4 separate regions of the Mus musculus genome follow, and all the other regions are linked to region 4. A link is a contact called in public HiChIP or PLAC-seq data. All regions are on one chromosome and are shown on one strand. Each heading gives the region's core, a stretch centred on a gene start, on an enhancer-like site or on the middle of the called end of the contact. The rest is flanking DNA. Distances are from core to core; before and after follow the strand shown. Region 1 overlaps Cdh1 (cadherin 1). Region 2 overlaps Smpd3 (sphingomyelin phosphodiesterase 3, neutral). Region 3 holds the start of 1110028F18Rik (RIKEN cDNA 1110028F18 gene). Region 4 overlaps Gm51545 (a long non-coding RNA gene).

Evidence for each region. HiChIP or PLAC-seq counts read pairs in DNA pulled down with a chosen protein or histone mark.
Region 1: a contact with region 4 is called in a FOXA1 HiChIP or PLAC-seq map of pancreatic cancer cells. The contact joins two enhancer-like sites. A contact is called at or near these places in 4 of 39 promoter capture datasets (cancer-associated fibroblasts, cranial neural crest, maxillary cranial neural crest and 1 more), 4 of 484 Hi-C or Micro-C datasets (bone marrow-derived macrophages, embryonic fibroblasts, embryonic stem cells and 1 more), 13 of 115 datasets of contacts at active chromatin or transcription factors (embryonic basal ganglia, embryonic midbrain, embryonic stem cells and 5 more) and 3 of 9 other capture datasets (adipose tissue, liver and pancreatic islet).
Region 2: a FOXA1 HiChIP or PLAC-seq map of pancreatic cancer cells shows a contact between it and region 4. The contact joins two enhancer-like sites. A contact is called at or near these places in 1 of 115 datasets of contacts at active chromatin or transcription factors (pancreatic cancer cells) and 1 of 9 other capture datasets (adipose tissue).
Region 3: a contact with region 4 is called in an HNF4G HiChIP or PLAC-seq map of pancreatic cancer cells. The contact joins the promoter of 1110028F18Rik here to the enhancer-like site in region 4. A contact is called at or near these places in 3 of 39 promoter capture datasets (the 3T3-L1 cell line, the SN4741 cell line and frontonasal cranial neural crest) and 6 of 115 datasets of contacts at active chromatin or transcription factors (a beta-TC-6 cell line, bone marrow-derived macrophages, embryonic stem cells and 1 more).

Annotation. Positions count from the first base shown.
Region 1 is chr8:106,615,529-106,622,102 of GRCm38.p6, reverse strand. All of the region lies in intron 2 of Cdh1 (cadherin 1), which reads right to left. Among named protein-coding and RNA genes, the nearest start is that of Cdh1, 15 kb to the right of the region's middle. Within about 2 kb of position 2,247, at least 153 of the 459 cell types and tissues checked have an H3K27ac peak or open chromatin away from gene starts, as enhancers often do. A contact at or near this core is called in embryonic fibroblasts and pancreatic cancer cells, where this site is marked.
Region 2 is chr8:106,274,560-106,280,997 of GRCm38.p6, reverse strand. The region is part of intron 2 of Smpd3 (sphingomyelin phosphodiesterase 3, neutral); the gene reads left to right. Among named protein-coding and RNA genes, the nearest start is that of 4930506A18Rik, 4.4 kb to the left of the region's middle. Within about 2 kb of position 4,102, at least 13 of the 459 cell types and tissues checked have an H3K27ac peak or open chromatin away from gene starts, as enhancers often do. A contact at or near this core is called in pancreatic cancer cells, where this site is marked.
Region 3 is chr8:106,584,056-106,590,421 of GRCm38.p6, reverse strand. 1110028F18Rik (RIKEN cDNA 1110028F18 gene) reads right to left here and starts at 3,279. Exons shown (of 3, transcript NR_045470.1): 1 at 3,005-3,279.
Region 4 is chr8:106,433,642-106,440,148 of GRCm38.p6, reverse strand. Gm51545 (a long non-coding RNA gene) reads left to right here. Exons shown (of 3, transcript XR_003947445.1): 2 at 973-1,118; 3 at 3,414-5,267. Among named protein-coding and RNA genes, the nearest start is that of Zfp90, 22 kb to the right of the region's middle. Within about 2 kb of position 2,203, at least 22 of the 459 cell types and tissues checked have an H3K27ac peak or open chromatin away from gene starts, as enhancers often do. A contact at or near this core is called in embryonic fibroblasts and pancreatic cancer cells, where this site is marked.

The sequences.
Region 1 (6,574 bases), core at 998-3,497, 180 kb before region 4:
AAACAAAAGGGGAGAAAAAAGGAAGGAAACCTACCTAGCCTACAAGAGGTCCCATGTCCACCCTCAGGGCTATAAAAATAAGTGAAGTTAAAATGCCCAGTCCTTGACAGACCTCATCCCAAATATTTACGTCAGAGTCCCTAGGAATGGATTTTTCCTTAGGTACCACCACCCTGTAGAAATACACTGAGGAGCACAGGGGGTGGCACACACCTGAAATCCCAACAGAGGCAGACAGATACAGATGTAAAGGCTAACCCGGAGTGTGGGGGAGCAGAGCTTAGTAGTTTAGCAGTAAAGTGTTTGCCTAGGAGACAGGTGGCTCTAGACTCATTCCCAGCACTGAAGAGACAGACTAGCAGCTCATTAAAAGTAAAGGCTTTCCCCAGAATTCGGCAGAAAGCCCTTTAACAATTGATTAATTACTCAGCATTTCCAAAGATGGAGCTACAGACAAAAGGATTAAGAGGCTGCCTCCCTTTCCCCATTCATCTGGCTCCTTAGTCTCCCCTGTAGGTTCACCTCACCCTTCCACCCACTACCCTAGCCTGCCTTTCTAAACCTCAGTCTCCTGTTTGTAAAGAGGGGCAGAAAGGACTGCAGCAATAAAGGAATTGGACGTGGGACGCCCCCTGTCTCATCTCAATCCTTTGTCTCCTCCGCATTGGACCTATTGATTGCTATTGATTGATTCTGCATAATCTGCCTCTCCTCCCCACCTGATGCCAGGAGGAACAGGTTGCCCACATTTTCACAGGGGACTCTGCAGACTCTCTGGGCTGGTGCAGGATGGGCTGTTGGGTACGCTTAAGAGTGAACAGAAGCCGGGCAGTGGTGGCGCACACCTTTAATCCCAGCACTCGGGAGGCAGAGGCAGGCAGATTTCTGAGTTCAAGGCCAGCCTGGTCTATAAAGTGGGTTTCAGGATAGCCAGGGCTATACGAGAAACCCTGTCTCAAAAAAACCAAAAATAAATAAATAAATAAATAAATAAATATTACAAATAAATAAAGGGTGGCCAGAAAGAGGGCATCAGCCGCGTGCACGTGTGCGCGCACGCATGTACACACACACACACGTACACACACGTACACACACACACACACACACACACACACACACACACACACACACACACACACGATGGTTATAAGAACAAAGCCAGGAAAAGAATCCGACTTTCCTGTAATGACCTCCCCTCCTGTCTCTGGGGTCCCTGAGGCCCAGTTCACACCTCTCCTAACTGCTTAGCGAGTACTTGAGACACCAGGTGCTACTCTGGGGAAACAGGAGAAGCCAGTGAACTTCTGCTCTTGAAAAGAAGCCAAGGGAATGGAGATTAGAGAAGGCTTCCTGGAGGAAGCATCCAATGAGCTGACCTAACAGTAGGTCTAGCAGCTGGGCAGGAAGCCCAGCCAAGTACCTGCTGGAAAGGAAGACAGAATGTGCCAGCTGGTAGCAGGGAACCTAGCGGCACTATCAAGAATGTGAATCAGGGCCCCCACCCTGTGCCACCTGGATCAGAACCCAAAGGAGAACAAGGGCTCTGACCAGCTGGGAACCAGAGCAGCCAGAGGCTGGTGTCCAAGCCATTAGCTATTAAGACCCTACTGCTTGTAATGGGGGTGGGGGTGGGGGAATAGGCTAGAGGGGTCTGAGAGTCCTTGTCACAAAATGGTGCCAGGGCCTCTGTACAGTGCCACCTACCTCTGTGCTCCTCCTGTCTCCTGCTGCCCACCACCTACCTGACTCTACACACACTGCCCTTTGCTCAGAGGCTCCGTCCTGGCTGTGCCCTTAAGGCTGCCCCCAGCCTCTGAGCTCTCCCCTACCACAGCTCTCCATCTTCAGGCCCAGAATGAATGAACAAACAAACAAACAAACAAGATGTCTGGTAAGCGAGGATGCTGCCATTTGCTGAGATGGGCTCCTAGACGAATCTAGAAGCAAATGGAAGGGGAGGGCTGGGAGGGAGAAGGGCAGTCACAGAACAGGGCAGTCACAGAGCAGCCCCAGAGGTCACACCAGGCCTGGTCTGACCATGCAAGCCTCTCCATGGGATAGGGAACAACACACCCTTCCTCCTCGCGGGTTTCCAGCTAGCCTGGGGCAGGAGAGGGAAGAGGGCCTGCTGGCTACTCCAAGCTCTCCAGGATTTCCCACCTCGATGGCATCCTAACAGGCCCCAGCCCTATTGCAGACAGTCTCTATGACCTGGGAAGGACAGTCAGGAACCAAGAACAAGCTTCCAACAGGAAGTTTGCTCACAGACCCCGCCCCTGTCATGTGAGTCATCGTTCAAACATCCCTTTGCTCTGGAATCTTGTGAGGGGGGGATCACCCCCCTCCTTTGCTTACTGTGGCCCTCCCCTCTCAGCCAGCAGAGAGACTGCCTCTTCCCTCTGCGCATGAGCTGCACCCCCTGAGGCTCCGACAGCTGCTCCAGCCCACACAGGCCTGGCCCCACCTGCATTCTCAATGTGCCCATTGTCTGATAACTTGGCACCCCAGCACTTTCCACCACCTCAGATCCCTCTCCAGACCCCCTTGGGACATGGGGAGGCTTGTGACCAACACAAAACTCCTGGGAGGCCCTCACGGGGTGCAGAGGAGGAGTGTGTGACGGTCGGAAGTAGCAAAAGCACCTTTCCTATGGGAAGCTGTTCCCACAGACAAAACTATCCAAGGCCTGTTGGGAAGGAAGCAGTTTTATATTCTTTTTTTTAAGATTTGTTTATTTATTATATGTAAGTACACTGTAGCTATCTTCAGACACTCTAGAAGAGGGAGTCAGATCTCGTTACCGATGGTGAGCCACCAAGTGGTTGCTGGGATTTGAACTCAGGACCTCTGTGCTCTTACCTGCTGATCCATCTCACCAGCCCCCGCAGTTTTATATTCTTATTCATGGAAAACTCCATTTAAAAGATGAAATGGGGAAAAAAAAAAAAAGCCAAACCACCAGGAAGGTGTCCACTAGAGTCACGTGGAGTTGGTCACAGAGGCCACTGAGTCAGGGAGGGAGCTGGAGACTATGGAAGTTTCCTTATCTCTGATCCATATTTAGATTTTGGTGGAGAGGTTCCCCTCCCAGTTTCAGACTTAACAGAGTTTAAGGTTTGGAAAACATCTACAGAAAACAAAATAGTTGCTCATGCAAAGCGTCTGTGGTGGTGCGGCTCCGTCTCTCCCCATTGTTGCCAGCTACGTAACTCCACAGAGTTCCCTCACCGTGAACACCCTCCCCTCCATCACTACCACCGTCCAACAACTGTCCTTGGCACTCACAGAGTTAACTGCCTCCACTCCCCCTCCCACTCCCACCAAAGTGATTACTAGAAAACTCCTAGGTAGTAATTTGGAAAAGAAAAAAAAAAAATAGTGATTAAAAGGAGCTGGGAGAAAGCGGAAGCACGGAAGCACGGAAGCACTGCCCACTTCCACCTCCAGGTGACCAGATTTCAAGGGAGCACAAGGCGGGCAGTAAGTAATGCCCTTCTGTTACAGGCTTCATTAGCAGTCAGGAGCTTGAGGCTCCAAGTACCCAAAGGACCAGAGATAGAAATGGACTGCATGGGGGCAGGGAGCGCTCAGGTTCCTTCCTGGGAGCTTGAAAGTGAACAACCCCAGGTAGGGCTGAGCACAGGGAGGGGGAATGTAGGCTGGGTTGAGAGTAGCTTTATCATGTAGATCTCGGCTGGGGACCCTGGGATAGTAAGCAGCTTTTACAAGCTTCCACTATATATCATTTGGAAATGGAATTATCTATATAGTAACTAAAGTTGGTGCAAAGATTAAAAATCAAAGTCACACATCAACAGCTAGTTTAGTATTCAATGGAGGCACGCCATGAACACTGTAGCTATTGTTTGGTGAAAAATGTTTCCAGTCTGGCTCTGACCCCTGGCCAGTTCTTCTGCATTCCCTGAACTTGCTAATTTATGTACAAACTAAAGAACTAGAGGGGGCTGAAGAGATGGTGCAGTGGTTAAGAGCACATACTGTTCTTGCAGAGGACTCCAGTTCGATTCCCAGCACCACCGGAGAAGGCTCGCAGCTGGGGAGGGGGGGTTGTCTCAGGGCCTCCTGGGCACCTGCACTTGTGCACTTAGGTATTCCTATTGTTCAGGAGGAAGGATTCGGGAAGAGGAGAACAAGGAAGTTTCTAAATCAGACTCCTATCACCATATCTACAGACAAAGCAGACGGCCCCTGTAAAGCCAGTGCTGTTGGGGACACGAGGATCATCTCAAGTTGGAGGCCAATCTGGATTACATCATCATTCTAAGGCCTGCCTGAGCTATAGAGACCCTCTCTCAAAAACAGCAACAACACAACAACAAAAACCAAAAACAAACCCCTCCATATGCTTAAGCACCAGGCACTGAAAGCAGAAGTGAATGAATGTTAGCTCACTGGCTCCCTATCTCCTTTCACAGGTAAAGGGACAGACGGACTGAGGTTAAGCAATTTACTGAGGTCCAATGGCAAGGAGGGGCCGCTGTCCAGGCCACCCAGGCCCTCTCCTCCCTCCCTGCTGACTGTCATTCTATGTTGCCGCTGTAATTTCACCAGCTGAAGAAAGAGCAAGCACTCAGGAGTCATCTTGACATCTGCTGATTAACCTGACACTTGGTGACCCGGTCCCTAGGGTTTTTTTGTTTTTTTTTTCCCCCTCTTAAGACAGGGTCTCATCTGAAAGGTATTTACTTCCCTCCCAGGTTTTAAGGACTCCTATTGTTCAAGCGAAAGGATTAGCAAGAGAAGGGGGGAAAGGGGAGAAGGCGTAACAGACTCCAGAAGAAAAACCAGCTGAGGCGGCCGATGATGAGGAAATTTCAAAACCAAAGACTCCAATCTGAGCCCAGAGACCTGTGAGGTGCACCAAGGGTGTGAGTGAGTTCCTTCCTTCTTCACTGTGAAATAGTCTCCTAATGCTGCCCAGACTCACCCTAAATTTCCAGGCTAGATCCTTCTGCCTCAGTCTCCCCGATGGCTAGGGTAACAGGTAGATGTAGACAGGGGTTCTCCTTTCAGATGTAGATTAGAAGTTCACCCCCTTTATTTTATGGGCTTTCTCCACGGGCTTAGTCAGGCCTGAGAGCTGGGTGGTCATGAAACTGGCTACCTGAACTTCACCAAGAAGCTACTAAACACCAGCCATGTCTGCAGAACTCCTGAGCAGGAAGCCAGGGAGAAGGGACAAATAACACGTACAGTGAGGGACCTTGGAACAATCAACCCTAAATGGAATGAATACCTCTGCCAAATCCCTCACCTTGGGGGCCCCAGGGAGCCCAGCAAAGAGGAGATTGGAGGACATCAAGGAAACACAATTTGAACAATGCAGGCATGAACTCAGAGACTGTGGCAGGACGCATAGGGTCTGCAGGGGTCTGCACCAAACGGGGGACATTAGAGCTGAGTAAAGTGGACACACGGCCCCACCCCTAACCTAGAAGCTATCTCAAACTACTAACCACTTGCAAATGAAAAACTAGTTCATGAAAAATTCTCTAAGAGAGAAACACACCACTCAGTTTAAGGGCCCATGCCGGCCAACACAAAACAAACTCAACAGCAGCTTGGGAAGTTGTCCCATAATGTTGTGCCAGGACATTTGTTTCTAATCTTACAGGCCATGTACATATATTACGGCTTCCGGTTTTGTTTTTATGGACCCCCTGTTTGCATGTAAACGTCTGTGTCTGCGTCTCTTAAGCTTTCTCTTTAACTTTTTCCCTTGTCTGTTCTGTCCTATTTCCAGTTTGCTTTCACCTTATTATTCCTCTTTTAGATTCCTGTTTGCTAAGGAGAGAGACGGCTTGAAAGGGTGTAGATCCAGATGGGTGATGTCATGGTTGATTCACTCTTTGAAAGAGAAACCTTCCCAGGTGAGACCTCTCTATGACTCAGGACCCTGCCCCACCTGTTAAAGTACCCAGGTATGTCCCACTCCTGACTCAGAGTGTGACGTTTTCTGATAGGAAAGCCACGACTTTCCCACAAACAGGTTGGTCAGCTTGTTCCCTTTTCAAACACTCCCACACGGGCATTGTGAGAAATCTGTGGGGGAGGAGGTCTGCAGTCTCAAGTCTTGCTGGTGTCCACATCAGCAGCGGGTCACCAAGGGCAGCGCCCAAAAGGTTGTGATACAAATGGACAATCTCTCCAGACTGCCATGAGAACACTGGAGAACCAGGCTAGAGCCATTTTCCTTAGGCAACAAGCCAAGAGGTGGGGTGGCTAGGAAAAGAGCATTCGATTCTGGTTTGAACCGGATACCCTTTGAAAGATGCCAGGGCTGTTCCCGCCCTCAGGCTTGTTCAGTGAATGCTACCAATAAGTGCTTGAAAGCATGGGAGGTCAGCACCCACAGGATCCAATCTAACTTTATGCAAAGTCCAATCGGTTCCATGTTTTTAAACCCATACTGGGCTTAAGCCCATGGCTGGTGGGGTCTACCTTTAACCCCAGAGCTCCAGAGGCAGAGGCAGGTGGATCTCTGAGTTCAAGGTCAGCCTGGTCTACAAAGTAAGACCCAGGACAGCCAGGGCTACACAGAAAAATCCAG
Region 2 (6,438 bases), core at 2,853-5,352, 160 kb after region 4:
CCGTCTTGTTCCAGTCACCGGCTCATCACCCTTTCAGGTCCTGATTGCTTGGACCTCCTGTCTCCAGAGGCAAGGACACAAGGCCCAAGAGGCCCCTCCTCAGGTAAGACAGACTTCTGGAGCTTCAGGAAGTGGGCTCTAGAACATGCCTCCAGGGTACCTGGCTTGCTTTGTGTTACTGCTCTTTCTTTCTAGTTTTGGGTTGTAGGTAAGGGTCTCAGTATGTAGCCTAGACTGACCTGGAGCTTACAGAGACCACACCTGGCAATGGGCTATGAGCTAATAAAATATTATAAAAATATATGTTATAAAAATTATATAAAGAGGTGCTAGGTGAAATCAGTTAAAATTTTCTGTTCCCTTAAAAGGTTTGAAGTTCTGGGGTAAGAGTCTATGCAGGGCTTGCCCTCCTGTGGAGGGCAGGGACAGTCAGTCTGAAGGGGGAGTGGCTGCACTCCCGGGCCTGCGGAGAAAGTGTGAAGAAAAGCACTTGAGGGGAGAGTGACAAGTATCCTGAACAATGTAACCAGATATCACTGTGCACCAAACTACTAAATAACAACGTTTTTTACTCTCAAACCCAGAATTGGTAAGGGTATTGTGACATAATCCGTCTCAAAGATCAGTGAACTGACACTGGTAGAAAACAGTTTGGCAATATTTATCAGAAGCTTTGAAGGTGACTCATTCTCCTGAATTCCTACCAGAGAGAGAATCAAACCACTGAGCTCTCAGAATCCAGGAATGAAAGTGGACACTAGGGACACAAAGTGATCCCCAGAGTCAAGAACCTCGGGCCAAGAGACAGGCAGCAAGACCCCTGTAAGAACCCTTCCCAACTACTGACAGAGTGTTTTCTGGGCTGCCAAGGTCACCAGGCCAGGAGCAAGGAGATTTAGGGTCCCAGGTAGTGGTGATTGTATGAAAAAATGTTAAGAGGACCTGATAAAGCCAGGATCCATAGGAAGGGAGAAAGCTCACTGGAGACTGCATCAGGGGCCCCGTCATTGATGGGCAGAACCTTTGGGAGAATAAAACAAGGCAGGGATCCTATCCTGTGCACACAGGGAGGGCAGGGCAGACAGGTTAGGGACAATGGTATTCTTCCCCGGGACTCAGGCTGATGTAAGGTCACCGGCACTGAGTGGGTCTGAAGATGTTTGCTTATCATTTATACTCGGCCTTTGTGAGAGAGGCAGAGAGAAGGGAAACGGGTCAAATGATTCAGCTGCTGCCTCTCAGGAAGTGCCATTCATGTCCCTGAATCAGTTTCCTCATCTGTACAGTGGGGTCAGCTGCACCCATTTAGTGTCTGAGGTACTGACTTAGTGATAAGAACACATTCTCCAAAGGCGTTGGACAACTAACTATTCACACGGCCCCAAAAGGCAGATCCATTATTTCTGCTTTCTCTGCTCATTTCCAGTCTCCTTCAGGTCTTTACCATGTCCTGGTTCTTGGCTGTGCCCCATCTCAACATACAGAGAGAAAGGAAGGGAAGGGGAGGAAGTCTGAGCTCCCGAGTGACTGCAGGTGTCTCTGAGGAGCTGAAGCCATTCTGGCCGTGGTTCAAGGGTCAGGGTGCACAGGGTTGCCCCTGTCAGGCAGGTAGCAGGCTTCCTGTTACGTCCCGACCAGCCACACAATTAGGGGCAGATGATGTCTGTGGGCAGGAGTGGGGCATTGACCTCGCTCCTCATCGGTCCTCAGAGTTAGAAAACAGTGCCTTCTTCCTCTGAGAGGAGTGGAATATCACTCCTTGGTCCTCAGGTCTTAAGAAACAACCTACCAGACCCCACTTGCTTAAAGTATGGGATGTGTTGACATAGCTTGAGCCTCCAGTCAGAAAAGAAGGAAAGAAAGGAAGCCAGAAAGTGGGGGCTAGGAGGGAATTCAGTAAGGGCACTCGTTTGCTCAATTTTTCTGCTCTTTGCCCCTGGTCCTGTGTCACCATACATCTTGCCCTTCTCTTGCTCTCAAGACTGCTCCATCCCAGAGTCCTTTGGTCAAATCTGTGTGATGGGGGCTGGTCACCTTTCTGGTGTACAGACTGCAAAGCTGCATAAAACCAAGAAACTGCCAAGACAGATGTTTGCTTTAGGCAGATCAAAGGTCCACAGTGATCTTGGGAGCCATAGGTGGGGACTGGCTGAGACTTGACAGAGAGAGGACACCACTGTGCTCCGGAGGCTGACCTCTGCTGGAGCCACATCCTTCTGCACAGATGAGGGCTGAGGCAACCATACCTGCAAAGGCATCATGGGAAACTGCTCAGGTCTGAGCTCCTGGGGCTCCAGAAGCAGGAAACACAGAAGTCAGGCTGCTGGGCAGAGCCTGCTTTCCCCTAAGTAGATGGAGCATCAGCAGGAGCCGCTGAAGGCTTAAGAGGAAGCAGTGTGGTCTACTGTGTCATTCAGAAAGATCCCAGCAGTGAGCAGGCGAGCCAGAGGAAGGGGCGAGGTGCTGGAAAGTCAGGGGAGGCTGCTGTGGTCTGTGGCAGGAGAGGACCAGGCGGCTGGGCATGCCTGTGGCAATCCAGCTCCAGAGCCCCAGAAGCAGAGCTGCGGGCTTCTGAGAGGAGGCGGGATATGGAAGAGGATGATGGCTCGGTGACGCCTTGAGAGACCGCGCTGGTGTTAGGAAAACAAGAGGAAAAATGAACCTGAAGGGAAACTGTCAGTCAACTACATGGGGTCAAAGGTCATGAAGCACCTATGCTGGTTGTCCCATGAGGAGTCACCTGAGGGGTTTGAAGAGAGACAGGGGAAAGTTGGGCATTAAGAGTCAGGGCAACATCACAGAGCTCTCAAGAGGGACAGTTGTGAGAGCAGGGAGAGGGCAAGAAGCACAGTGACAAGGGACCAGGGGCAGAAAAGAAGGAAACAGAAATCAAGGAGCCGAAAGGAAAGCCTTAGAGTCTAGTCCTCTCTTCCTCTCTCCTGCCTTTCCTTTTCCTACCTGAGCAAGGTCTTGAACATGCTAAGCAATCAATCACTGGGCCACGTCTCCAGCCCCTGGATCTAATTTTTACTGCTGTTTGTGTGAAACAAGTTCCCATCACTATGTAGCTGAGGCTAGCTAGTTTTAACTTTCCTGCCTCAGCCTCCCGAGCGCTGAGATTGTGTGTATCACTACACGCAGTCTCCTGGGATTATTTCTTAAAGCGATTCTGACCAAAACCGCATGAACTGGGTTTTCATTAGTGCTGACGTCTTTACGGAGATTTTCTTTTGAAAACTTAACAGCAAGTCCACCCAGATACACTGCCCCCACTTCTTCTGTATGAATGGGAGTGCAGCCTCAAGCTGGGCTGTTCACTCCCAGCCAGCTAGAGGGCAGCTTCCGGATAGCACCAGCACACTGTGAATGGTTATGTAGGTTAGCCTAAGCTACATGCCGGTGTACTATCTTTAAACTAAACAAACCAGGGCTCGAGGAGCTGCCTCGGCAGTTAGGAGCATTGGTTCCTCTGCCAAAGGATCTGGGTTCACTTCCCAGCACCCCGCATGGCAGCTCGCAACGATCTGTAACTTCAGTTCCAGAGAGCCAACGCCTCTTCTGGCCTCCAAGGCATCAGACATATATACTGCATACAGACCTACATGTAGGCAGGACACCCACACACATAAAATAAAAAGTAAAAACAAGGCAAACAAACCACTCAGGGGGACTCAGTGGGTACAGAAGCACGCTCTCCTGCCCACAGTCCAGAGCCAATCTTCCTGTGTCTGTGTCCTTCTTGCCTGTAAGCAGTCACTGTGGTCACTAAGGGAGTGGCCTTGGGAGGCAGGAGTGGCTCTTGTGTGGCTCCATCTCTCTTGTGTCCACACTCAGTTCTCGATCTCTCTGCTCTACCTGCCTCTCCCTTGCTCACCGTTTGCCCTGCCCAGTCAATATGCAGCACCCTTCCATCCCCACACCCTCTGGAGGACACCTGCACCTTCCATACGTGCATGGTCACCAGCATTTCTCACCAAACACCTGCAGAAACCATATCTGACTCTGCTTCCCAAGTTCCTTGTTTAACTTCTCTGCCTTGACCCTGTCTGCTGTCCAACACTACTACCCCATAGTATCTGGCCACACCCAACCTCTTGGCTCTGGCCCCAAGCATGAAGCATAGGCTCTTGGCTCTGTCTCAACATGGGTCCACCTGTGAGGACCTGATCCTGCTGCTTCCTGCTTGTCTTCTGTAGGCCCTGCCGGCCCCTAGATCAACCTCTTATAGAGGTTTCTATCCATTCACATGGATTTTCTTCTCTGTGTTTATGGATTTCTTGTCTACTGACGTCAAACTCTTTCTCCCTGAGCAGAAAAATCTCCATTAAAAATGAAAAGCCTAAGGCTCAAGAGTCCCAGTGCCTCATGGTCCCAGAGGATCTGGGCACAAAGCAGGAGTGAACAGTGAAGGGATGAGTGAGCAGTGGGCCTCCTCCTAGCCTGGCGTCTGAGCAGAGAGACATTGCTATCATCACTGAAATGGGGATGAAGAAAGTGGAGTCCAGAGGTAGATCTGGATGTAGTCCTAGAAACCAAAGCCTGTCACTCATTAAGGCTGCGTTCTGGAGTCAAGCAGGGAGACCGATTATACAGAAAACCTTGCCTTCCTCTGCTGATCAAAATGGGATGGTCAGTGCTGTGGTTATCATCAGAGGCTGTCTGGGGCTGTGGATATAGCTTGAAGGTAGAGTGCTGGTCTGACAGGCATGAAGGCCTGTGTTCAATCCCTACAATCATAAGGAACCGACTGTGGTGGCTCATGCCTGAAATCCCAATATCTAAGAGGTTCAAGTAGGAAGAGCAAAAGTTCAAGGTCATCCTTGGCCACATAGTAAGGTCAAAGTCAGACCAGGATGTAGGAAACCCTATCTAGAAATCAAAGATGCTTTATGAGTCCAGTTATATAGTGGTAATCTGGGGCCCTGGCTGATGGAGTAGCTATAATCTCAAACCCCACAGGTCCATGTGGCAGAAGGAGAGAACTCTATGGAAGTTCTGACACCTGCTGTTAAGTGAACTGTCTCACAAGGGGACTAGGAAATGCAACCTTGAAGAGACGTCTGGACAAAGGGAAAAGTTTGCCCAGACTTTTACCAAAGTAAAGCACGCCCAATCCTTTCAGAAGTCACTGCTGTGTAGAAATGTATTTCATCCACACTAGCAATCTATGTACATAGGAACTGCTGCAGCCAGAGCCAAGACTCCTGCACGCTCTATCAGAACTACTCAGCAAGAGGCAAAAGTATTGTGAGCTGGAGGCCAGCCTGGGCTACATAATAATATTTTAGAACATCAAATCATAGTCACAGACAGGGCAATGGTGGCACACGCCTTTAATCTCAGCACTAAGAAGGCAGAGGTAGGCAGATCTCTGTGAATTTGAGGCCAGCCTGGTCTACAAAATGAGTTCCAGGATAGCCAGGGCTACAGTGAAACCCTGTCTCAAAAAAAAAACCAAAGCAAAACCGAAAGCCTCAGTCTCAAAAAACAAGCAGGACTAGGGTACTGGCTCAGTGTTTTAAATGACCGCTGTGCTAGTATGAGACCTAAACTTGGAGTTGTATTAGTGTGGCTGTCGCTGGGGTGGAGCACCATGACCAGAAGCAATTTGGGGAGGGGAGGGTTTCTTAGGCCTTCATATCCTGAGTCACAGTCCACTGAGGGAGGCCAAGGCAAGAATTCAACCAGGGTTGTCTGGTGGGGGCCTTCCTGGGACATTTAAGGCATGAACTGATGCAGAAGCAATGGAGTGTTGCTTACTGGCTTGCTCCTCATGGCTTGCTCAGCCTGCTTTCTTACAGAATCCAGAACCATCAATTCAGGGGTGTCACAACTCATGATGGGCTAGGCTCTTTCCCCATCAATTGCATCAATTAAGAAAATGCTCTGCAGTCTTGCCTATGACCTGATCTTTTTTTAAAAAATTATTTATTTACTTATTTTATGCATATGAGTGCACTGTAGCTGTCTTCAGACACACCAGAAGAGGACACTGGATCCCATTACAGATGGTTGTGAACCACCATGTGGTTGCTGGGAATTGAACTCAGGACCTCTGGAAGAGCAGTCACTGCTCTTAACCGCTGAGTCATCTCTTCAGCCCCCTATGGCCGGATCTTATGGAAGCATTTTCTCAGTTAGGGTTCCCTCTTCTCAGATGCTTCTAGTTTGTGTCAAGTTGACATAAAACTAGCTAGTATACCATGTAAAACCAGGTGTGGCAGCACACATCTGTAACTCCAGTGCTGGGAGACAGAGACAAGCAGGTCTGAGGGCTCACCAGCCAGCCAGCCTGGCCAGAACTGCGAACTCCAGGTTCCATGACTTTATCTCAAAAAAAAAAAAAAAAAAAAATGACTAAGGAAGAAATGATATCAATCTCTGGCCTCCATACCTACAGTGATGGGCAAGCACACCCACACAGGTGAGAAAGTGCTT
Region 3 (6,366 bases), core at 2,030-4,529, 150 kb before region 4:
TAGCCCATGAGGAGTGGCACTATTAGGAGGTGGCCTTATTGGAGGAGGCATGGCCTTGTTGGAGAAAGTGTGTCACTGTCACTGTGAGGGTAGGCTTTGAGGTCTCTGTGCTCCAGCCCCTACTAGTGGTTTGGGTGTTATGTTTTATTTGTTTGTTTGTTTGTTTGGGTGTTCATTTGTTTCATTTTAATTAATTATTTATTTTATGTGCATTAGTGTTTTGCCTGCATGTATGTCTGAGTGAGGGTCCCCTGAAACTGGAGTTACCTACCATTAAGAGCTGGAAATTGGATGGGGGGGACCTCTAGAAGAATAGCCAGGTCTCTCAATTGTTAAGCCATCTCTCTAGCCACTATGTAGTCATAGATGACCCGGAAATGGTTGTGAGCCACCATGTGATTTCTGGGATTTGAACTCAGGACCTTCAGAAGAGCAGTCAGTGCTCTTAACCGCTGAGTCATCTCTCCAGCCCTGTTTGCTTTGTTTCTAAAGGATCGAGACAGGGTTTCTTTGTATAGCCCTGGATGTCCTGGAACTCACTCTGTAGACTAGGCTAGCCTCAAACTCAGAGATCTGCCTGCCTCTGCCTCCCAAGTGCTGGGACTAAAGGAGTGTGCCACCACTGCCCGGCTAGGATCGTTTATTTTTATTGTATATGTTTGAGTACTTTGCCTGCATGTATATATGTGCATGGTGTGGCTGGTGCCATGTAGGTTGTCAGCAGGTATGTGAGTGCTGGGAACTGAACCCACATCCCCTGCAAGAGCAGGAAGTGCTCTTAACTGCAGAGCCAACCCTCCAGTCCCCTTGCTCCATTTTTCTGTTTTCTGAAATGGAGTCTTGCTATATGTAGATTGGCTTCAAATTCACAGTCCTCCTATCTCAGGCGGCTGAATGCTGGGATGACAGGCATGTATCTGACACCACACACCTCTTAGTCACAAGCTTTTGAACAAGCCATTTAAACTCTCACTAGAGACTGAGGATTTAGCTCAATGGTATCATGCTTTCCTCGAAGGCTAAGGTCATGGGTTCAAACCTAGCACTGAAAAAACAAAACAAAACAAAACAAATAGGCCTCTCTCTGGACTCTCTCAGTTCTTTCATCCTTCCAAGAAAAATAATTAAGCAGCTATGTGGTTGAGTAGCTCTAAGGATCAGGTGAGGTGGCATTTGCCTTTAATCCCAGCCCTCAAGAGGCAGAGAAAGAGCCTGGGTGGATTTCTGGAAGTCTGAGGCCAACCTCAACTAAATAGTGAATTCTAAGGTAGCCAATCTCTGTAGAGAGAGAGACCCTGTCTCAAAGAGAAAAACAAACAAACAAACAAAAAACAGAAAACAAACAAAACACCCCAGGTGCGGTAAGCTAAGTAAACACAGCAGACAGGAAATGTTAAGTAAACATTAACTATTATCATTTCCACAGTGCACATTACTCAGTGGCCAGGGCTTTTCCTGAGCCAAGTCCACAGAGAGCAGGCCCTCTCCAGCCTAGAGAGTTAGTCAGTCAGACCTCCTGATAAGGGGTGGTAGGTCTCTCCCATTGTACAAATAACTTTGGTCTTAGTGATGACTGATCAGGACTGAGAACGGCTGTTAAGGCCAAAAGCTCTGCAGCAACCTGTGTCACCTCCATGCAAACAAACAAACAAACAAAAAAAAAAAAAAGAGAGAGAGAGAGAGAGACTGCCTCCCTTCTCAGAGTGGGGTGTGTGTGTGTGGAGGAATCAGGCCAATATCAGACCCAGCCTAGGGGAGAGAGAAAGCCCCTCCCAAAGGGCAAGCCCTCTTGAAGTTTGCCAGCCAATGAAAATAGCTCCTTGACAGTCAGTTTCACCCTGGCTAGATAGAATCACAGATACCAAGGGAAGGGCTGGAAATTCACTGTGTGTGTGTGTGTGTGTGTGTGTGTGTGTGTGTGTGTGTGTGTGTGTGTGTGTGTGTTGGGGGAGTGTCTAGAGACAAACAACTCTGCTTTTGCTTTGTTTGATTTAGAATTCCAGGTAGCCTAGGCTGGTCTAAAACTCACCATGTAGATGAGGCTAGCCCTGAACTTCTGATTTTCCTGCCTCGATCTCCTAAATAGTAGGATTACAGATGTTTGCTAACGTGCCCAAATTGCTTTTATTTTTTAAATTAAAACATTGTTTTCTTAGACTATATATTATTCTATATCTAGAAGTGATGTGTGGTGTGTGGGTGTGTGTGTACATGCGCACACGCACAGGGTACATGGATGTGTGTGTGTGTAAATTTTCCTTACTATAAGGAACTTTGAAGCCAGCATGATAATGCACACTTGTAATTCCAGCCCTAAGGAGGCTGGGGCAGGAGGATTATAAATTGGAGACCAGCCTGGCCAACATAGGGAGTTCCAAGCCAGCATGAACTACACAATGAAACCCTCCCTCAAAAAACGTCAAGGGAGGAAAGAAACTTTGTGTCTCACTTTTTTTTTTTTTTTCAATTCCCAGGAGCTAGCCAGAACATATTGTAGGGAACTGGCTGGTGTGATCTGAAAGCAAAATGGTTTTCCTTCAGTAACTCTGTTTCCCCTCTAAGATAACAAACAAGCCTAGAAGAAGTTCCCAGTTTTCTTCTAACCCTAGAAAGTTTGAGCCCATTTAATTGAGTTGATTAATCTACTTATTTATTAGTTAGATTGTTTGTTTTTGAGAAAGCCTCTCTATGTAGACCAGGCTGGCTCACAGAGATCTCCTGTTTCTGCCTCCAGAGTGCTAGGATTAACAGTGTGTGTCACCATGCCTGCTCTTTCAGCAGATCCTACTGGCATGTGCCACCACAACAGGCCATGCCTGCTCTTTCTGGTTTTGCTTTAGTTTTTTGTTGTTGTTGTTGTTGTTGTTGTTGTTGGTTTGTTTTTTTTTTTTTTTTTTTTGAGATAAGGTCTTGTAACTTTAATTCTTTAAATCCTATTTTTAATGATGCTTTAACCTCCCTTTTAGCTCACCAGCCACCAGAGGTAATGAAAAAGAAAGGATACAGGGGTCAGGGGAGAGTAGACCTGTTTAGGAAGGTTCTCTGGAAATCAGTTCAGGTCACAGGTTACCAGGCAGCCGAAGCTCTACTCACTCACAAGCATTTCATGGATACACCAGCAGTCCAGTTCAGTAGAGTTGGATTAGTAACAGTGGTGACAAGACCTAGCAGAGCCAGCCAGGCTTCAGCCTGGGCTCCAGTCAGCCGGAGGGATTAGGAGGAATGCCAGGAGAAGTTCTCAGCTATGCCTCTCTCAGGGAAACGAACATCAGCAAAGCCGCCACACCCATAAGCGTTGCACAGCTAGCTCTATAAGCAAGCCAAGCGCAGCCTCTGTTACTATCCCTTGACTCCTTCAAACATCACGTGTCCTCCACATATCTTGCCTCAGACGGGTCTTGCCTCAGCATGCGCATCCAATCAGCCCAAGTCCTTGGAAGCAGCAACAAACTGCAGCACACCCTCAGAAGCTTTTTGGTGCATTTCTCTCTGGTGTCCCAACAAATGCAGCTCAAAGCATGCAATGGGAGGCAGACCAATACATGTTAGCAAAAAAAAAAAAAAAAAAAAAAAAAAGAAAAGTCCTTCATCACGTGCCCTTTCACATGCTTGCTTTAGCAGAACATCCTCTCTCCTGTGTCTGCTTCAGTCCGCCTTAGCCTTTCACACCTGGGTCCACTTTAATGAAATGTTCCTTCAAACTCGAATGTTTGCCCCAGCAAAACTATCCAACCAACTTTCCAAAGAACCATCATGTTTCCATGTTAAGGTCTCATACTCCAGGCTGATCTGGCACTCGGGGGATGATCCTGAACTTCTCATTCTTTTATTCCCAACTCCCTAATTCTGGGGAGCTACCACAAGTACCCTGGATATTCTGTCTATGGGATGGACCGCAAGACTTTGTCCTTGCTTCAGAAGAGCTCTGCCAGCTGAGCATCACCCCTGGAGCTCCCAGCCTTTTTTTTTTTTTTTTGGTTGGGGGTGGGGGGCAGGGGAGTTGAGACAGGGTCTCTCTGTGTAGCCCTGGCTGTGCTGGAACTTGCTCTGTAGACCAGGCTGGCCTTGAACTCAGAGGTCCACCCATCTCAGCCGCCCAAGTGCTGGGATTAAAAGCATACACCACCACCAACCTGGCAGCTTTGTTCTCTTATTATTTTGAAATAGAGTCTCATTAAATTTTCAATACGGCTTTGACCTTGCTCCATAGCCCAATTGGTGATCCTCCTGCTTCAGTCTTCCCAGTAGCTAGGATTATGGGTGGCACTGCCAAGCAGATAATTTTGGACTTCTTGGCATTGGAGGCTATATAGTATTCTGGTTGCCATTTCTTCCCATAGGAGCCTTGGAGTTAGTTCTCAACTGAGTGAAATTTATGGGTCCTGTCCATTGATTTTCAATTTTCAGCTCAATCTCCAGACTAAGCACTGGAGGAATAGTTACAGTTACAGAACAAAATATAAATGTTCTGAATAATGCATGATGATTAAAAATTGCAAGCCAGGCACTTGAGAGGCCAAGGCAGGCACCGGGTTGCAAACTGTTCTACTCGTATTAGGGAAGTCTGCATGGGAAGCAGCGGTTCCTCTTTCCTCTTAGGGAAACTGAGAGGTGGTAAGATTATCCATGGCCAGTAGTAGGCAAACTGGGGTAAGATATAGTGGACCAGGCACTGTGCTAAATACCAGCAACAGAAAAAAGGGCAATAACATTATCTACATAGAATGACCCTTAGTGCTAGGGTGACCAACTGTCTCCATTTGCCAGAGATGAAGGGTTCCCAAGACAAAGGACTTTACATGCTAAAACTTGGACAACCCCATATAAACCTCCGTAAGTCAGTCATCTCAGACTCAGTAAGCATTGAGTGACCTTCTGCACTTGAGTGTGCGTGTACACATGAGTGCCACTTAAGCCTGTGTTGGTAGAAGGGCTGGGATTTAGTTTTTCCACATTTTATAGGAGGCAAGGTGGAGCTGGCCCGGTTGGAGGCAGACTAAAGCAGGTGGCAGAAACTTCCTGTCAGGGTTAAGAAACCAGAGCCATAAAATAAGGGCAAAGAACAAGGTGTCCAAGGCAGTCTGGGAAAGTTCCAGGGTCCAGACTCAAGGGGAAGAGGCCCGTATTGTTCAATGAGATCATTTGTTCAGTCAGCCCGTCCGTCTGTCAGTAAACATTCACTGAGCCACCAGTCTGCAGGAAGCACAGAGCTAACAAGGAAGGGCCGTTTCTGTCTGTGAGGAGCTTTGGTCTGCTAGAGCTAACAGACAAGGAAACTAGGGACTTAGAATCCAGGGCGAGCGACTGTTGAGATGGCTCAGTGACTAAGAGTGCCGCCTGCACATACTAAGAGCAAAAGTTCAGTTCCCAGCACCTACACGAGTCAGCTCAAACCATCTGAGACTCCAGATCTAAGGGATCAGACATCCTCTTCTGGCCTCAACAGGTGCCTGCTCTCACATGGCAAACACAACACACACACACACACACACACACACACACACACACACCTTTTTGGTTTTGTTGTTTTGGTTTTGTTTGAGATAGGGTCTCAATATATAGCCCTGACTGCCTGGAACTTGTTATGTAGACCAAGTTAGCCTCGAACTCTCAGAGATCCACCTATTTCTGCCTCCTTAGTGCTGGGATTTAAAATGTGCCTTTATATTTAAAAAGGAAAGAAGAGCCGGGCGGTGGTGGCACACGCCTTTAGTCCCAGCACTTGGGAGGCAGAGGCAGGCGGATTTCTGAGTTCGAGGCCAGCCTGGTTTCCAAAGTGAGTTCCAGGACAGCTAGGGCTATACAGAGAAACCCTGTCTCAAAAAACCAAAAAAAAAAAAAAAAAAAAAAAAAAAAAAGGAAAGAAGCCAGTTGGGGTACCTCTAATTAATTCCAAATCCCAGCACTTGGGAGGCAGCCTGGTCTACAAAGAGAGTGAGTTCCAGAACAGAGAAACCCTGTCAAAAAAAAAAAAAAAAAAGTAAAGAAAAGAAAAGAAAAGAAGAAGAGCAATAAGCAAGATGATATTGCCAACATTTAACAACTAGCAGAGCTGGGCTCCTGGCCACTAATGAATCAGGAATTAGTACTGGGTTAGTGGGGTAGTGGGGTAGTGGGGTAGTGGGGTAGGGTTCCAAGCCACCTGCTGTGTCTGGCTCCCCCCTCCCACTCCCTCTTTTGGTTGGCAGAAAAATGAAGAAGCCTTGCTGGACCAGGGAAGGCACTGCTTACTAACCAATAGGAAAACATTCCACACGGTATTTTAGCAACCGAGACAGGCATATTCATTATTCTGGTTAGGTGTCAACCACTAGAAGAGCCTTATTTTGCGGTCCTTAGGTACCAGCCATAGTAATGAGTGATTAA
Region 4 (6,507 bases), core at 954-3,453:
TTACAACAGAGACCCCCCCAGGCAGCAGGACCTAAAACACGTATTGTGCAGATCCATACAGTACAATTTTGTTGATTCTGAACTAAACGTACATCAACTTAGATCAACAAGGGATACAACTGAATGAAAGAAGTAAACCTGATATTTGTTTCCATGTAAGAATTACCTTGGGACTAGAGAGATGGCTTAGTGGTTAAGAACACTCGCTGCTGTTGCAGAGGACCCAGGTTCAATTCCTGGCACCTGCATTGGGCAAGTCATAACTGCCTATAACTACCATTCTGAGAGATCTGACGCCCTCTTCTGGCTTCTGTGGGCACCGCATGCATGCAACACATATACATATACTCAGGCTCATACATACACATTAAATAAAAGGGAGGGAGCGGGGAGGGAAGGGGGAAGGAGGAAGAGAGGGAGGGAAACTAGTTTATAGCAAACTTAAAGCCTGAGATAAACATTGGGTTTGGTTTTGTTTTTATTGAGAAGTTCAGGATCAGTTATAAGGCTCTGAGTCTGCAACTCAGCCCACAAGCCGTTTGTCACTCAAGGGCCTACCTAGGTCTGCCAACACTAAATAGCAACTTCTCTCTAATGATGATTTCTATTTGGGTAGTGCCAAGGAAGCCAATCAGCTGATAAGTTACAGGGGCATGCCTACAGGTCAGGTAGCTTCAACAGAAATGTCCAGTTCTGGAGGCTGGAAGGTTCCAGATCAGTAAGGCAGGTTTTATCCCGAGTCCCCTTCTCCTGGCTTGAGGGTGGCCAGTGCCTCTGTGTGTTCCCTGGTCTTTGCTTGGTATGAGCAAAGTCAGAGAGCTCTGGCGTCTCATCTCCTGCTCTTTCTTATCTTCCTCTTGTGAGTCTATGCTTGCATGTGTGTGTGTGCGCGCGCATGTGTGCATGTGGAGGTGTGAAGGCCAGAGATTGTCATGTGTCCTTAATCACTCTCCATGTTATTTTTTGAGACAGGGTCTCTTGCTCAACCTAGAGCTTACCAATCCATCTAAGATGGCTGGCCAGCAAGGCCTAAGAGTCTCCCTGTCCTGTCAGTGCTGGGACTGCAGGTACATACTGCTGTGCCTGGCTTTCATGAGGGTGCTACTGATGCTCTCTTGGTGAGTGTAGGAGGAACTGTGAGGCCACCTCTGCATAAACGCTGGGGTGGAGGGAGGCAGAGGGAGGCAGGGGGAGGCAGGGGGAGGCAGGGGGAGGGTGCGCAGCCACAAAGGCATCTCCGGCAGGAGGACCTAATCGAGGACCCCCTGAGAGACCAAGGATTGCTGATGCAGAAAATGCCAGCCAATCGGGAACTGCTGTTTAGAAGAGCCGCTTTCTTAGGCCCAATGGGGCATAGGTGGAAGGTATTAAAGGAGCTTGCAGCTGTGTTCAGATGAGCTTGCTGCTTGAGTTTCTCACCTGCTCCTGGAGTCTGTGCTATTGATTCTTCACCACCCTACCTCCAGCCTCCAAGGGCAAGTAGGGTCAGGCAGTGGTCAGTCTAGGGCACAGGCAGCAGGCCAGCACTTTCCCCACTCAACTGTCTTCTCAGACCCTGACTTCCTCTTCTTCTAAAGGCACAAATTCACAGCCAGGTGTGGTGCTACACACCTGTAATCCCAGCACCTGGGGAGAGAGAGAAGCCAACCAGAAGTTCTAGGACAGCCCAGCTAATTGGAGCTTTATAGCAAATAAACAAAAAGTCCCAAATCCTATCATGTTCCCACTCATAACCTCATCTAAATCATCACCTCCCAAAGGCTGGCTGTTTCCAAAAAGTCACCGAATTTATTCCATCCCCGGTGGATACCTTTTGTAGGGATGCAAACATTCATTGCAGAAAGAACTCAAAGATATGACTCCCAGGAGACCCACCAGGAGAAATTTGTAAGCTGGCTACTTCAGGAAGAAACTGGACCTGACGTATGGTGCTAGGCCAGATTCGGGAACAGTCTCTCAATCTAGGGTACTGGGGCAGGAGTTAAGCACCACTAAGCATTATTAAGCACTACCAAATAGCATTAAAGACTGTTAGAATTGTTAGTTCTGTGTTGAGCTTTTGTTAAGTCTTTATTATAAACAATCTTTGAATGCTTTCTGGGAATGACTAAGCTGCCAAGAGCTGGCTCTTTGACAGGCCCTTCCCTCGTGCCAGGCAGCCTCGGTCAGCTGTTACCTAAGCAGCCCTTCCCTTGGTCCTTGGCTGGAATGCCCTTGTCACAGCCTGGTCGCTTTGGGGGATTTACTTTATTGATACTCTGAGGACTGTTCAGCTGTGGCCAAGGTCTTAACTACCCCCACAGCTGAACATGTGCTCCAGTCATGACTACTCTGGACAGGGAACCTCTGTGAGTTCAGTGCCAGCCTGGTCTACATAGTTTCTAAGCACTGGCTTAGAAAGCAGTGCTCTACAAAAGAGAGCAACTCCTGGTGTGTGTGTGTTGGTGCCAGGCATGGTTCTGTATCCTGGAATGAAGGAGATATACACAGGAAGGCCAAGAATTCAAGGTTAGCCTCCATTACATATAGATTTTGAGAACATCCTGGGCTACATAAGCTCTATCTACAGAAAAATCAACCAACCAATAATAAGATAAGTTTTGGTGACCTTGAAATTATCTTGGCTGTTCTTGAACTCTCATTCAGACAAGAGGAAAGAACTCCCACCCCAACCCCCACTTCCATTTCCCCATTTCCCACCTTCACCCCTGCCCAGCAGAAAGTCACCGATTGCTGTAGACCATTCCTTTTATTTGCATGAAGGGCTATGCTGTGATTGGCACAAATACAGTCCTTCATTTGCATGAAGGGCTATGCTGTGATTGGCACAAATACAGTCCTTCATTTGCATGAAGGGCTGCACCATAACTGGTACAGACATTCTTGCCCCCCCCCCCCACCTACTACTTGGTTATAGAACCAAAGTTTTCAGCTTACTTTTTTTTTTTAAAGATTAATTTATATGTAAATACACTGTAGCTGTCTTCAGACACTCCAGAAGAGGGAGTCAGATCTCATTATGGATGGTTGTGAGCCACCATGTGGTTGCTGGGATTTGAACTCCAGACCTTCGGAAGAGCAGTTGGGTGCTCTTACCCACTGAGCCATCTCACCAGCCCCTTCAGCTTACTTTTAAGGTGAGCTGGGAGACACCCTTTTTCGCTATTTTCCGGAGATATAACATTAAGAGTCAACAAATGGTATCTCCTGAATGGCCTTTTCTTTCTTTTCCCTTCCCTCCTTTCTTTCCTTTCTTACCTCCTTCCTTTTTGAGATAGTTTCTCTCTATGTAGCCCTGGCTAGTCTGGAAATTATGTAGACCAGATTGGCATTGAACTCACAGAGGTTCCCTCACCTCTGTCTCCTGAGTGCCGAGACTAAACTTCTTTGCTTACTTTTGATTTCTATCACAGGTACAGTGGGCTGAGCTGGTAGCGTGAGAAGACAAGCAAAGCAGCCGTGGCAGCAACAGCAATGGCAAGAGGGCATCCAGAGTTCCAGAGAGAGATGCAGAGACAGGCAAGATGATACAGGACCCTGGAAATAGAGGTTATCCAAGGCCAAAGATGAGGGATGCAGGCCCTGACCGCTGGAAGAGTTCCTGGAAGCTGCTAAGCCTTGAGAGTTGATGGTCCTTACACCCATAGCAGCATGCAAGATGTAAAGGGATATGGCTGAGGTTTGAGAGCTCCAACACTAGGTGATGTTCGCTGCTGCTGCTGCTGCTTCTGTTGTTGTTGTTGCTGCTGCTGCTTCTGAGTCTGAGGTTACACTGGCTGCTACTGAGAGCTGGTCTATTGACAAAGCCCAGAGACATTAAAGCCTCTAGGGTGAGTCCCTACAGCCATAGGTCTGTGGACCCTAAAGCTTGGAGCCATTAGCTTTTAGTTCTTGGGACATAAAGCTATACGGTTCTGAGTCTGTCAGCCAGCCCACAAGCTTTTGACACTCAAGGGACCGGGTCTACCAATACTAAAATAGTTACCTCCCTTTAACTATGATTTCTATTTGAGAAGACCAACGGGCCCTCCCGAGTCAGCTGACTAGTAACAGCAAGATGCCTCTTAGAAAAGAATTTATGACTGGTAAGGTGGCCTAGGGTGTAAAAGTGCTTGTCCCTACCCATAACAACCTGAGTTCATTCTCTAGGATACACATGGTAGTCAGAGACTAGCTACCCTCGCAGGTTATCTCCTGACCTCTATACTTCCACAGCAAGTATGCGTGCTGATATGAAATAAATATAAAACAATTAAAGTAAAGTCATATTAACATGAAGGACCACTACCCATTTTATACAGCCATACAAAAACTCAAAGATACTGATAAACACATGGCAGAGGTGGGTAAAGGGGGAGATAGGGCTACAAAGAAATGCATGAGATAGCCACAGTGACCCCCAGGTGGTCCCCAGGATCTGGGAGTCTGAGGCAAGAGGACTGCCACCAATTTGAGCTGCCTTGGGCTGGCTACAAAGTGACTTTGAGGCCAGAGACAGTGAATTGTCAACTGACAAAGAATTCTACCTTCCGTACCAGTCTCAAGATGGCCACACCCTAGATAAATAACAGTGACCAGTCTTAGAAGAGCTGCAGTTTCTGGCCAACGATTTTTACCGGTGAGTGGAGATGTGGGGCCCAGCAGAACCAGTCTGGAAAGAAATTAGTCAGTTATTATCAAAAAGTGGCACCGGTTACTGGTTTGCTCAGCCCTCTGCCAGACTGAAGAAGGTGAAGACAAAGGACTGTCAGAACTCAAACTTGTGAATGCCCCCGGGTCCTGCCGGTCGGTAGGAGAATCGAAACTCATTTCTTTAAAATACCTATGACTGTAAACCGTGTCATTAAAAAAAAAAAAAATCTCCTTTAATCCTCATGAGCTCAGGGAAGTGAGTTGAAGAATGTGTGCCATTCTTTGACCTCTTTATGAAGAACACGCACTCCTGTACTAAATTCTTATTAAAAACTTCCTGTGTGTGCCCCGGACACAACCGCGAACAAAAACGTGAAGGGCTCCATCCTCATGAGGGATGGGAGTGGTGGGAACAGACATTAGCAGGTAATTTGACACACTAAGTCACTGTGTTTGTCAATGGTGGCCAGGGAAGACCAGCTTGCCTTTGAGGAGGTGAGGACATGTATGGTGTGTTTAAAATTGGGGAGGGAAGCTAGCCCAGCTCTCGTGGGTCTTCACGGACATTTAAAAAAGGATTTGGAGGGGGCATTGAAATGGCTCAGCAGGTAAAGTGCCTGCCACCAAGCCAGACAACTAGGACACATCCCCAGAACCCACATGATGGAAGAAGAGAACTGGCTCCTGAAAGTTGTCCTCTGACCTCCTCCTCATGTGCCCTCCCCTCCAAAATAATATAATAAAAAATTTCAAGGACTTTAGAATTTATTCTAAGTGTCAGACAGAACTGATTCCACCATTATTAATTCTATGACTTCAGGCAAGTTATTTAAGGCCTCTGGGTCTCAGTTTGTCTACCTGTAAAATGGGGTTCATGTCAATTTATTCAATGTGATAGACCGCTTCTGAAACGATTCCTAGTAATTACGTGCATTCACACCCGGTGAATGTGGGCCAGACTCAGTGGTTCACTTTTAATTAATACAACAAAGGCTGGCTTGCTCATTTTCTACTACTGATGCTGTAACAAAATGCCCCAGGCATGGTGGCTTAAGATAATACAGATTTGGGGATCACATGTCTAAGTGGGTCTTCCTGAGCTGCAGTGAAGGATTGGTAGGGTTCCTTCCCCCTCCTTCCCTCCCTCCATTTTTTCCCTTTTAAGCCTTGTACATTCTGGGCACAGGTGCTACCTCTGAGCTACATCGTCTCCAGATGTGTGACTTTGTTCCTTCTGGAAGCTGCAGGGAAGAATCTGTTTCCTTGGCTTATCCAGCTAATCAGGAGGCTGTCTTCCAAATGCCTTGCTCCAACTTCCCTTTGCATCCTCACGCCTGTCACCCTCATTCTCCTGCCCCACCCCGCCCCACCCCGCCATGCCCTTAGAAGGATCCTCATAACACTGGACTCACTTGTGCTGCCTAGACCAAGCTTCCCATCTCAAAACCCTTCCCTTAGCAACGCCCCCCACCCCCAAGCTCCCTTTACAAGTTGTGGCAATTAAGTCAGGCACTTCTTTGATGGGAAGGGTATGTGAAATTCTGTCTGCCACAGACAGGTACATCCTACTTGTAACCAGGCAATGAAAAGAGAGCAGCTTTTCTCTTGGGTGTTGTGTATGTTTCTAACTCACCATTCTGAGGAAAGCCAGCTGTCACTGGCAAGAGGCAGCTGTGTGCAGGGACCCATTTGGCTAAGAACTGAAGCCTCTCACCAGTCACATTGTCTGCCAACCATCATGAGTGAACCCTGAACTATGACATATCAGAAGGTGACAATATTTTGTAAGCTTTTTTTGTTTTGTTTTTTCTGTTCTGAAATAAGGGCTCACTATGTCACCCTTATTAGCTAACCTTGAACTCACAGAGATCCACC